Regions from separate parts of the Mus musculus genome. Here region 1 is linked to region 2. The links are chromatin contacts, called in public HiChIP or PLAC-seq maps. All regions are on one chromosome and are shown on one strand. The core of a region is the stretch at or near the end of the contact, and the rest is flanking DNA. Distances in the headings are between cores, read along the strand shown. Region 1 has its middle 30 kb from the start of Npy. Region 2 overlaps Gm31226 (a long non-coding RNA gene).

The links. HiChIP or PLAC-seq counts read pairs in DNA pulled down with a chosen protein or histone mark.
Region 1: a FOXA1 HiChIP or PLAC-seq map of pancreatic cancer cells shows a contact between it and region 2. The contact joins two enhancer-like sites. A contact is called at or near these places in 2 of 484 Hi-C or Micro-C datasets (the N1E-115 cell line and cortical neurons) and 1 of 115 datasets of contacts at active chromatin or transcription factors (pancreatic cancer cells).

The regions. Positions count from the first base shown.
Region 1 is chr6:49,790,391-49,794,781 of GRCm38.p6, forward strand. No RefSeq gene overlaps it. Among named protein-coding and RNA genes, the nearest start is that of Npy, 30 kb to the right of the region's middle. Within about 2 kb of position 2,346, at least 11 of the 459 cell types and tissues checked have an H3K27ac peak or open chromatin away from gene starts, as enhancers often do. A contact at or near this core is called in pancreatic cancer cells, where this site is marked.
Region 2 is chr6:49,655,204-49,659,621 of GRCm38.p6, forward strand. The region is part of intron 2 of Gm31226 (a long non-coding RNA gene); the gene reads left to right. Among named protein-coding and RNA genes, the nearest start is that of Gm31226, 24 kb to the left of the region's middle. Within about 2 kb of position 1,603, at least 54 of the 459 cell types and tissues checked have an H3K27ac peak or open chromatin away from gene starts, as enhancers often do. A contact at or near this core is called in pancreatic cancer cells, where this site is marked.

The DNA of each region.
Region 1 (4,391 bases), core at 1,096-3,595, 140 kb after region 2:
ACCTGAGGAAGATACCTGACTGTCTCTGGCCTATACATGTTGCATACACACACACACACACACACACACACACACATGCAGTTCAGAAACCAAAGATAGTACAAACATAGGAAGATGTCTGTGTTCATATTCTGGAAAACATTATTACTGTTAAATTCCTAGAGTATCCAGAGAACTCTACAACCTAAAGTTAATCTCTATAACTCTCTCAAAACACCACTAATACTTTTCAAAGAATATAAAACATTGTCTTAAAATTCATTTGGAACTACCAAAGGTCATGAACACCCCCAAAAAAAATCATGGAGAAAAACAAACTATAGAAATCACACTTTCTAATTTCAAAATATGTTACAAAGATGTAGTATTCATCACAATATAGTAACAGAATTGAGATAGATAGATAGATAGATAGATAGATAGATAGATAGATAGATAGATAGATAGATAGATAACAGAATGACTTGAGGGCTGAAATAAATGCACTGTGGTCAGCTGGTCTTTAATAGGGTCATCATGAATTCATAATGGCAAAGGGCCAGCCTGCTTAATAAGTTAAATTTAGGGAACACATTATGTTCTCATTTGACCACCACTCCCCATCACGCCCCTTGCCTCCCATGTGCCCAGCAATAGCCTCTGCTTTAGTTTTAGTGTACATCCCTAGGGAACTTCCCTCCAAGGCTATTTCTCCTAAAAATCTATTTGTGCTGTTACTCCTCCTTTTGCTAACTGTTGTATGAAATCTCATGCTATGCCAACTATGACACAGATGACTATGTGGCTTGCTTCTAATTGTTTCTAGTCCAGTGGTGTCATACCTGCATCTCTGCATGCCCACAGGTGACCATGCCCACAGGTGGCCACCCAGGTGACCATCTCCCTGCCTAGCTAGTTCGTGAATGCTGGATCTGCTGATAATAAGATACACATCTGTATTAAAACATAATCCTATTACAGCTGCCTAGGTTCTGAGTTGTTGCATACATTTTGCAACTTGTGCCCAGACAGGGTGTGGCTCACATATGGTGGCCAGAAACCAAACTCACTGTAGTAAAAATCTCTGTGCACATAGAAAGAAGCCTGAGTGAACACATGGATGCTCCAAGGTCATAGATCCAACTTAGCTCTTACAAGCTAACACAAGATATCTTGCCAGAACTGTAAAAATCAATGCCAATAAAGAAAAATTGTGCACAACCACACACACACCCCTCTAGGGAAGTGGTCATTAATATATATTAGCAAGATAATTTTAAGGCAACAAAAGATAAAATGCAGAGACCACAGCTTTTGGGGCAAAGATCCATGATACAGGACAAATTAGAAAAGGCTGACAGAATCTGATCTTGGTGGGCACATATTGGAAACAGCATGTTGTGGCTAGCCTGGTAGGGGCTTAATGTCCCTAGCTGTAATGCCAATACCCGGAACACCAACGCCGCTCTTTATGATTCTAATGCTGGTCATGAGTTCCAAGAACAAATAGATAGGAGTGGGTATGTTCTCAATTGTTCTCTAATTTTTACCCTTCCTGGTTGCTTTGTAAACATTTAAAAAATGTATTATCCAAGAAGCTTCCGGAAGCAGCCTATCACTGGAAAGTGGTTCACCCAGCGCAGAAACAACGTGCTCCAGGCCCAGGGCAGGGGACTGCAAAGGGCTTGCAAACGACTGCAAAGGGCTTGAGCCCAATTTTTGCCAGAAAGCATGTCAGAGTGCTAGCAAGACACACCCGGATGTTTGTGAGTCCCACTTACACATTCAATCAAGGTGGCACCGTGGCCATCTTGGCCATGTTAAGTGCTCACATGGAGAGGGTTGTGGTGTGCACTGGCAGGCATTTAGCAACAACTCTGCTTTTAATCACTATATGCTAGAACACATATATATGTCACCAAGCGGTGACAATCAATAAAAAAAGTTTTCAGATGTTTCCTGGAGTCAAGATTGTCCCCAAGTGAGAATCACCAGAGACTCTTCACTTTCCTGGTCTCATTAGAAATCCCTTAAAGATTTGTTTAACGCTTTGACAATACTATTTCCACACATGCCTTGAACATTCACTTGACAGGCAAGCCTTCTACAGAGTGAGTTTCAGGACAGCCAGGACTGCACAGAGAAAAAAAACAAACAAACAACAAAACAAAACAAAACAAAACAAAACAAAAAAACCCAAAACTCTTCTTAATAACCTTGCAGCTACCATCTAGTTAGTGGTTAGGATTCAGCGCTCTCATCGCTGCAGTCGGGGTTCATTTCCTGGTCAGGGAACCATGACCACCCCAGCTAGCCACAGGAATTCAGAAGTACGGGGGGCGTGGCAGCCGCCAGCCATGGGTGGACAGAGTGCTTTCAGAGCTCTGAGTCAGAGAGTCTGCTGGGCTGAGAACAGGCTGGCCTTTCCACCGGTGCCTGGCCGGCGGTAGCGTGGAATCCATTTTTAACATTTCCCGCAACAGAGCTCCTGTCTTACCTGCTACAATCCCATAATCTAAATGGCAGCTGGGTGCCTGGGAAACAAGTCGGAGTAGTGGTATCATTATCCTCAGTTTACCCAGGAGATCCTGAACCACAGCAAGAGAACAACCTGAGCCAAGCCCCAGAGCTTGTGAAGTTCACAGTCACGCGTGTCAACCCAGGCACCATGGCACAGAGCCCCCCCCCCCCCCTCCACCCATGGTGGGACGCAGCACTCTCTGCTGTTATGGGGTTGGGGACTCTGTAGTTCTGAAAGACTGAGGTGGTATTTTCCCTTCTACATTAAAGGCTATTTAATCTTTCCATGCATTGGTTGTAAGTATCAAACATTTACCTTAAACTAGGCATATTGCCAGCTACTGGCACTGCAAAGATGAAAGCAATTTGGCTGTTTGTTCTAGTTCCCTAATAAGAAAGACAGGTAAAAATCAGAGTAATACTAGTGATAGGTTCCTAAATAAAAATAGGTTCAAAGGTTCAGGGTAGTAAGCCAGATACAAGGATGACCCATAAGACCTAACCCTACGGCTAGCCTTTAAGAATCTGTCATAGCCTGTTCCTAATCGAGGTTCTAACTGTTAAAACAGTCTACTTCTGGTGACCGATCTCTGAACTGAATCCTCTACTCCATTATATTTTCCCCTACAGTGGCAGACCTGCTTAGGATTTATCTAGAAACTAGAGTTTCTTTTCTAGTAGAAGTTATCACAGCTACAGAGTCCCCTTCAGTAAAGAGAAAAACTAGCTCTGTGGGAAATCTGTGGCTGTTTGGTCAACAGGAGAAGTGACACAGGTGAAAGGCTTCACTGGAGAGACTTCATTTAGACGTTGTCTTGCCGAGGGAATTTAGAAGCAAAGGTGCCAATAGCCAAGCCATCCTAAGTCTGATGGGTAATGGAAGGAAGCCTGTTGTCTGGGCAAAGAGAAAGCTGCCATGCTCTAGCACCACCACCACCACCATAGCACCACCACCACCCCATCACAATCACCACATCACCACCAACCACCACAACCACCACCACCACCACCACCACCACCACCACCATAGCACCACCATCACCCCATCACAATCACCACATCACCACCAACCACCACAACCACCACAACAACCACCACCATTGCAGCACCACTACAACACCACTATACCCCACACCACCAGAGGAGGGGGCTAGCAAATGGATTACTGGGGAGGTAAAGATGAAACAGGATCTACCAGGTCTGTAAGGAGACAGAAGAGATGGGAACCAGTGCTTCATCTGGGACCTTCTCTTGCCTTCCCCAAAAAGAAGGGCAATCAGCGGTCAGAGTTCTGTACTCAGGGGCCCCAGGTCACAGTCTGCAAGTCTTAGTGTCTCTAGGACACCAAGTAGAGGAGAGAAGGTTGAGACCTGAAGGGAGGTAGAGCTTAGAGGCTTCCCTGCAGTGGGAAGGTCTGGGTTCTGGAGAGGTGGAAGGCTGTGGGTGTCTCTTGGGCTGGCTAAGTTGAAGCATGGTTACAGTTAGGAGACAGTCATCAACTTGAAGGGGAAGAGGGTTAATGAGAACAAGAGGCAGGAGAAAGACTCCCAGGAAACTGAGCTTCCAAGAAAGCTTCCTAGTAGTTAGGACCCAATTTTAAGGCCCAGATCACGTTTCCTGGAAAACTTTGGAGTTTTCTGCCCGAGCTGAGCTGCTCTGCCCTGGTTAATAAGTCAGCTGCTGCTTTCAGTTGGGATTCAAAGTCAGTGACTTTCTCAAGCCACCTCCATGGTCACCAAGCCAACGCCCAAGGCTGTTGTACCTATAGATCTTTGTTGTTGTTTTTGAAAATAAATCCTTATTCCTTAACATGGGGGCCTCTTGATTCTTCATTGGGATTTTTGCTTTATGTGTTAACTACTGCTTCTCCCTGAGAAGTCCAAGAGCTGATG
Region 2 (4,418 bases), core at 353-2,852:
TGAGTTCTAACACTTGCACTCCGTTATTTGCAGAGTACAGTTTTCTGAGACTCGACACTTCCCGTGTGTGCCCATTCAGGTCATTGTTCACTTCACTGGCATGGATTTTAGTATTTACAATATTAACATTTCCTGGTGCTTCTGTCTGTTACCTTCCCTCCTCCCATTTGTGTGGTATGTCACTCCCGACTGGGATCCTCCCATGGAAAGTGAGGGAAAGCTGAATTGACATCAGCTGGTTTTGAAACCTGTGAGCAATTAACCTCCGTGCCAAAAGGAATACTTAACATAATTGTCCGAAAGTTGGGGTGCCAAGCTGTGGCATTTATATTGTTAAACAACATTCCCTCTGGTCTCTGATGCTGATGATCCCTTGTTGTTTTGATTCCCTTGTATGGGGACCTATGGGGTTAAGATCTTCTAGAATACTCAAGAAGGAAATTGCTCTCCTTTCCTGAGAAATTTCCTTTATCTCTGTAAAGACCTTATTTGTACAGCCATTTACTGTTTTGATAATAAGAAATAATTAACTAGTGATTCATCGTATTCTTTGATTTTGTTGGAAGTGTTGCTTGCAATGCTTTAATAACTTTTAGATTGTAATTAACTTAATGTGTATGAGTGTTATACCTGCATGTGTATTTCTGCAGCAGGTGCTGTCTGGTGCTTGAGGAGGCCAGAAGAAGGTGATGGGGCCCTTGGAATTGGGCTACAGACAGCTATGGACTTCCATGTGGGTGCTGGGTATCAAACCTAGCTCTTCTGCAAGAGCAGCCAGTGCTCTTAACCACCGAGCTGAGTCTCCAGCCCCTCCATTTGTAACATTAACAGAGATTTGGCAACGGTACAGACACTTAGTAGATTAATTATCTCTTCTATACAGTGGGTCCCTATTCCTACTCACATGCATATGTCTGTCTGTCTGTCTGTCTGCCTGCCTTTGTATCTGCCTGCCTGCTTGCCTGCCTGTATCTGACTCTGTCTTTCTCTCTTTGGGAAAATATACATTGTGTTCAGATCTCTGTCCTCTAGATGGGATTTTTCTATGGGATTTGGTTTATTTTCTAATGTCTCAGGCCAGTACCCATTGGTTATGCTTGCTATTTGCTCTCTCCGAGTTCTCTTATCTGTAGCATGCATGACTCCTTCTGAACTGTAGTTGAATTATTTGTGACTATGTTTCTCCATAGATTATTTGATACGGGCATTAGTCATAGAAACTTTAAAGAACTCACTCCATTTGATTTAGTATTATAAGTTACAGAAAATAATATTAAGGACATATTAGTGGTCATGGAAGGCATCAGACAAGGTTTTGGCAGGCTGAGTCATGCAACTGGGCTGTAATACAGCTTACGTGTCCTGTCAGCCATGTAAGTACTACCCGGGGTAAACGATGTAATACATTTCTATTACAGGTGACACGAAGATATGCTGGTTTTGTACATTTTGATGCTGTGCCTTGTGCTATCCATCGACTAGTTCAGCTCTGATTGTTCAGGTGTTTGATGACTCATGCATCAACGCCTCCCTGCCACACTACAGGAAGTGAAGCCCAGTGCACAGAGGCAGCTGCAGAGCCCTCTGGTGACTCATATGCTGATTGCGACTTTGTCATTTTGGTGTTGATCCTTGGTAAACTGAACTGACAAACCAGCCAGTCAGCTGCCTCCAGGGTTGAAAGAGTCTAGCAGGCACTCTCTCCAGTCTGCACCAACAGAGCAGATCTCTCACCAGAGGCCTCCTCCCCACTTATCTGCAGAAGTCTGCTTCCCTCCATGGGCAAGGAGACAAGGGACTTTGGCATGTCATATCCCCACAACCCCCAGCGGTGAAACTGCAAAGGTCTTCACAGTTCTTCCTCTCGGGTTCTTACACAATACTTCTGTCCTTGCAAATGCCTGTTCTCCCATTCACATCATCCCAGACTCACCCAAGTTCGCCCTGGGTTTCAGGTTGCTCACAGTGTCCGCTTCTTGCACTCTGTCTCCCTCCCCCTCATTTATTCTTGCTTTGTCTCATCCTCAGACTCTCACTCTCTTGCTCTGCGAGTGTGTTGAATGATAAGTATTTTACCAGAGTTTGGAGGAGATGGGCTCAGGGTGCAGAGAAATTGTCCCCAGCATGGCATGAATAAAGCCTTAAGTAGCCATGGTGCTGTTTCCCCTTGATGCTTGCCCCTGGAGAGCAGATGTCCCATGACTGCCACTGTGTCCACCTTTTCTTCATGCCTTCTTCCTTACCTGTTGGTGCCTTTCCAGGAACTTCCTTGCGGCCCTCGTCTCTAAACCCCTCTATTCTGCTTTTTCCAGTAGAAGTAAGGCCTCCCTGGGCTTCCCCAAAATGCAGACATATACATGCTCAGCCTAAAATTCAGGAACAAGCGATCAGTCCTCCTAACACCACCGTCCCTCAGAATCTGAGGAGGTACGGATGAGTGTACACAATCTGTAACCTAAGCATTTCCTTCTAAATATTTATCTGATGCATTTTTGAATATTTTGAAAGGCCTTTAGTCTCCCATTCCATTGTAAGATCAAATGTTCCTATTTTTCTCTATTCAAAGGAGTTTTCACTATTCACACATCACAGGGAAATCGATGAACTCATTCACCATTCCCACCACCCTCCCTCCACCTTCTCCCCACCTGCCTTCCAATATACATTTACATCCATTTCATGCAATTCTCTCCCTTCCTCTCCTCCCTCCTCCCCCATTTTGTCATTTCCCCCTTTAAATGGTAGAAATTGCAAGCTTTCCTTTCTTGACAGTTATGATTAAGGGACTCTGCACCTGCTCAGGTGAGTGAATGGGAGAGACGCTGAAGCACATACTTATGCTAACTAATACCTTAGTCTCCTTCCATGTCTGCAAAAAAAGGTTTGCAGCTCAGAGGGACCGCCCCTTAAGTAAGTGCATTAAGCATTTCCTGTTCAAGTTCCTCACGAAGTCAAAAGAGCTCTTTGCACCTTGACTCATGATGCATGTTAGGGCGCAGGGGCGCTTTCTGTAGAGATGAATGGGTGCTCAGCTCACGTGGAAAGCAAGAAGGAAATGAGAAACGCAGGAGAGAGGGCAGGAAGACGTAGCAGGCTTTGATGGGAAATGGCTTAGCCCTTCCCCCTTGGCATAAACTTGAGGGGCCCTAAGACTAAAAGCGGGCACACTCTATAGTAGAGTGCCCGTGATCTCCATGTTGCTGTCTCATTTCCAAAGTCATCTCCCTCTCCACTTAGAATTCACAGCTATTTTTCCTTCTCTGATGGGAAAAGGCAGTCTTGCTAGACATGTACCCAATTAGTATGTAAATTTTACTGAAGAAACAGCCTTTTCTCTCTCCTGCGTTCTACAGCTCCTGTCCCCTCTCCACCTCCCTTCTTGCTGTTGCCTCAGAGAGGGTCCCCAGGGGCCATCATTGCAGGTGGCTGATAAGTCACTTAAATCTCCTGAACAGCCCTTCATCTCTGATTTCTTTCTCACACTTATTGCTATTGCTGACAGAAGAATTGATCGGGGTGCGGAGTTCTCAATTTGGACTTGGCAGGTTGGAGTTCAGTCTTCCTGAGTTCCTTGTATCTCTTCTATACCATAATTACAGATTTGCTCAGACTTGGGGGGGATACATGACCGTACACCATACACAGGTGGTGGAATCATGTGTTTCTAAGGAAGATACATTATGGGGATTGGTTGTCTGCTTCAAGGTTAGAAATCAATGGCTATAGCTTCCAGTAGTGATTCCTTACTAATTACAAACGATATTTTAATTTGTTCTCCTCTCGCTTATTAGCCAGAGGGCTTCTATAAAGGTATTGTCTTTGGTAAAAGTCATTGAGACGTCATCTCTTATATGTCAGGGAGGATAAATAGTAGTTTCTTTCTCTTTATTTACAAAGTTTAAATGAATAAACTGGTTCTCTAGCAATCTCCAAAGATGGTAGTCTTAGGTAGCCTTCTGCTAAGACCAGAAAGTCGGCTTGGAACCCAGAATTTGAAGGTGTTGAAAATACCAGCAAGGGTTGTGGAGGAGGGGCGTGGGAAGGAAGGCAGCCCAGGCAGGGCACACTATATAAAGTTTGCACAGGATGATTGCTGCGCAGGCTGCTTTGAAGACTCTGGGGCCTGGTAAAGATGCTGCTGTGCTACTTGGTGACACCCTGCTTCCTCTGTCTTGGTGATTGTCTCTGGAAGCCACAGAGTTTTTGGTGAAGACCAGAAATGTACCGGCAGTTGGCATTCAGATCACTGTCCCTGATAGTTGCGGTTGAGGTACCAAGAGAAGCAGAGACTGTCCATCTTTCCTCCACCTAGCATCTCACATATTCCATTGTAGATACTTCAAAGTGGTCGCTACTGAGAGTCCAAAAGGAGAGAGCTGTAACGTGAATGCAGTGAGACATCTATACCTCTACTTCAG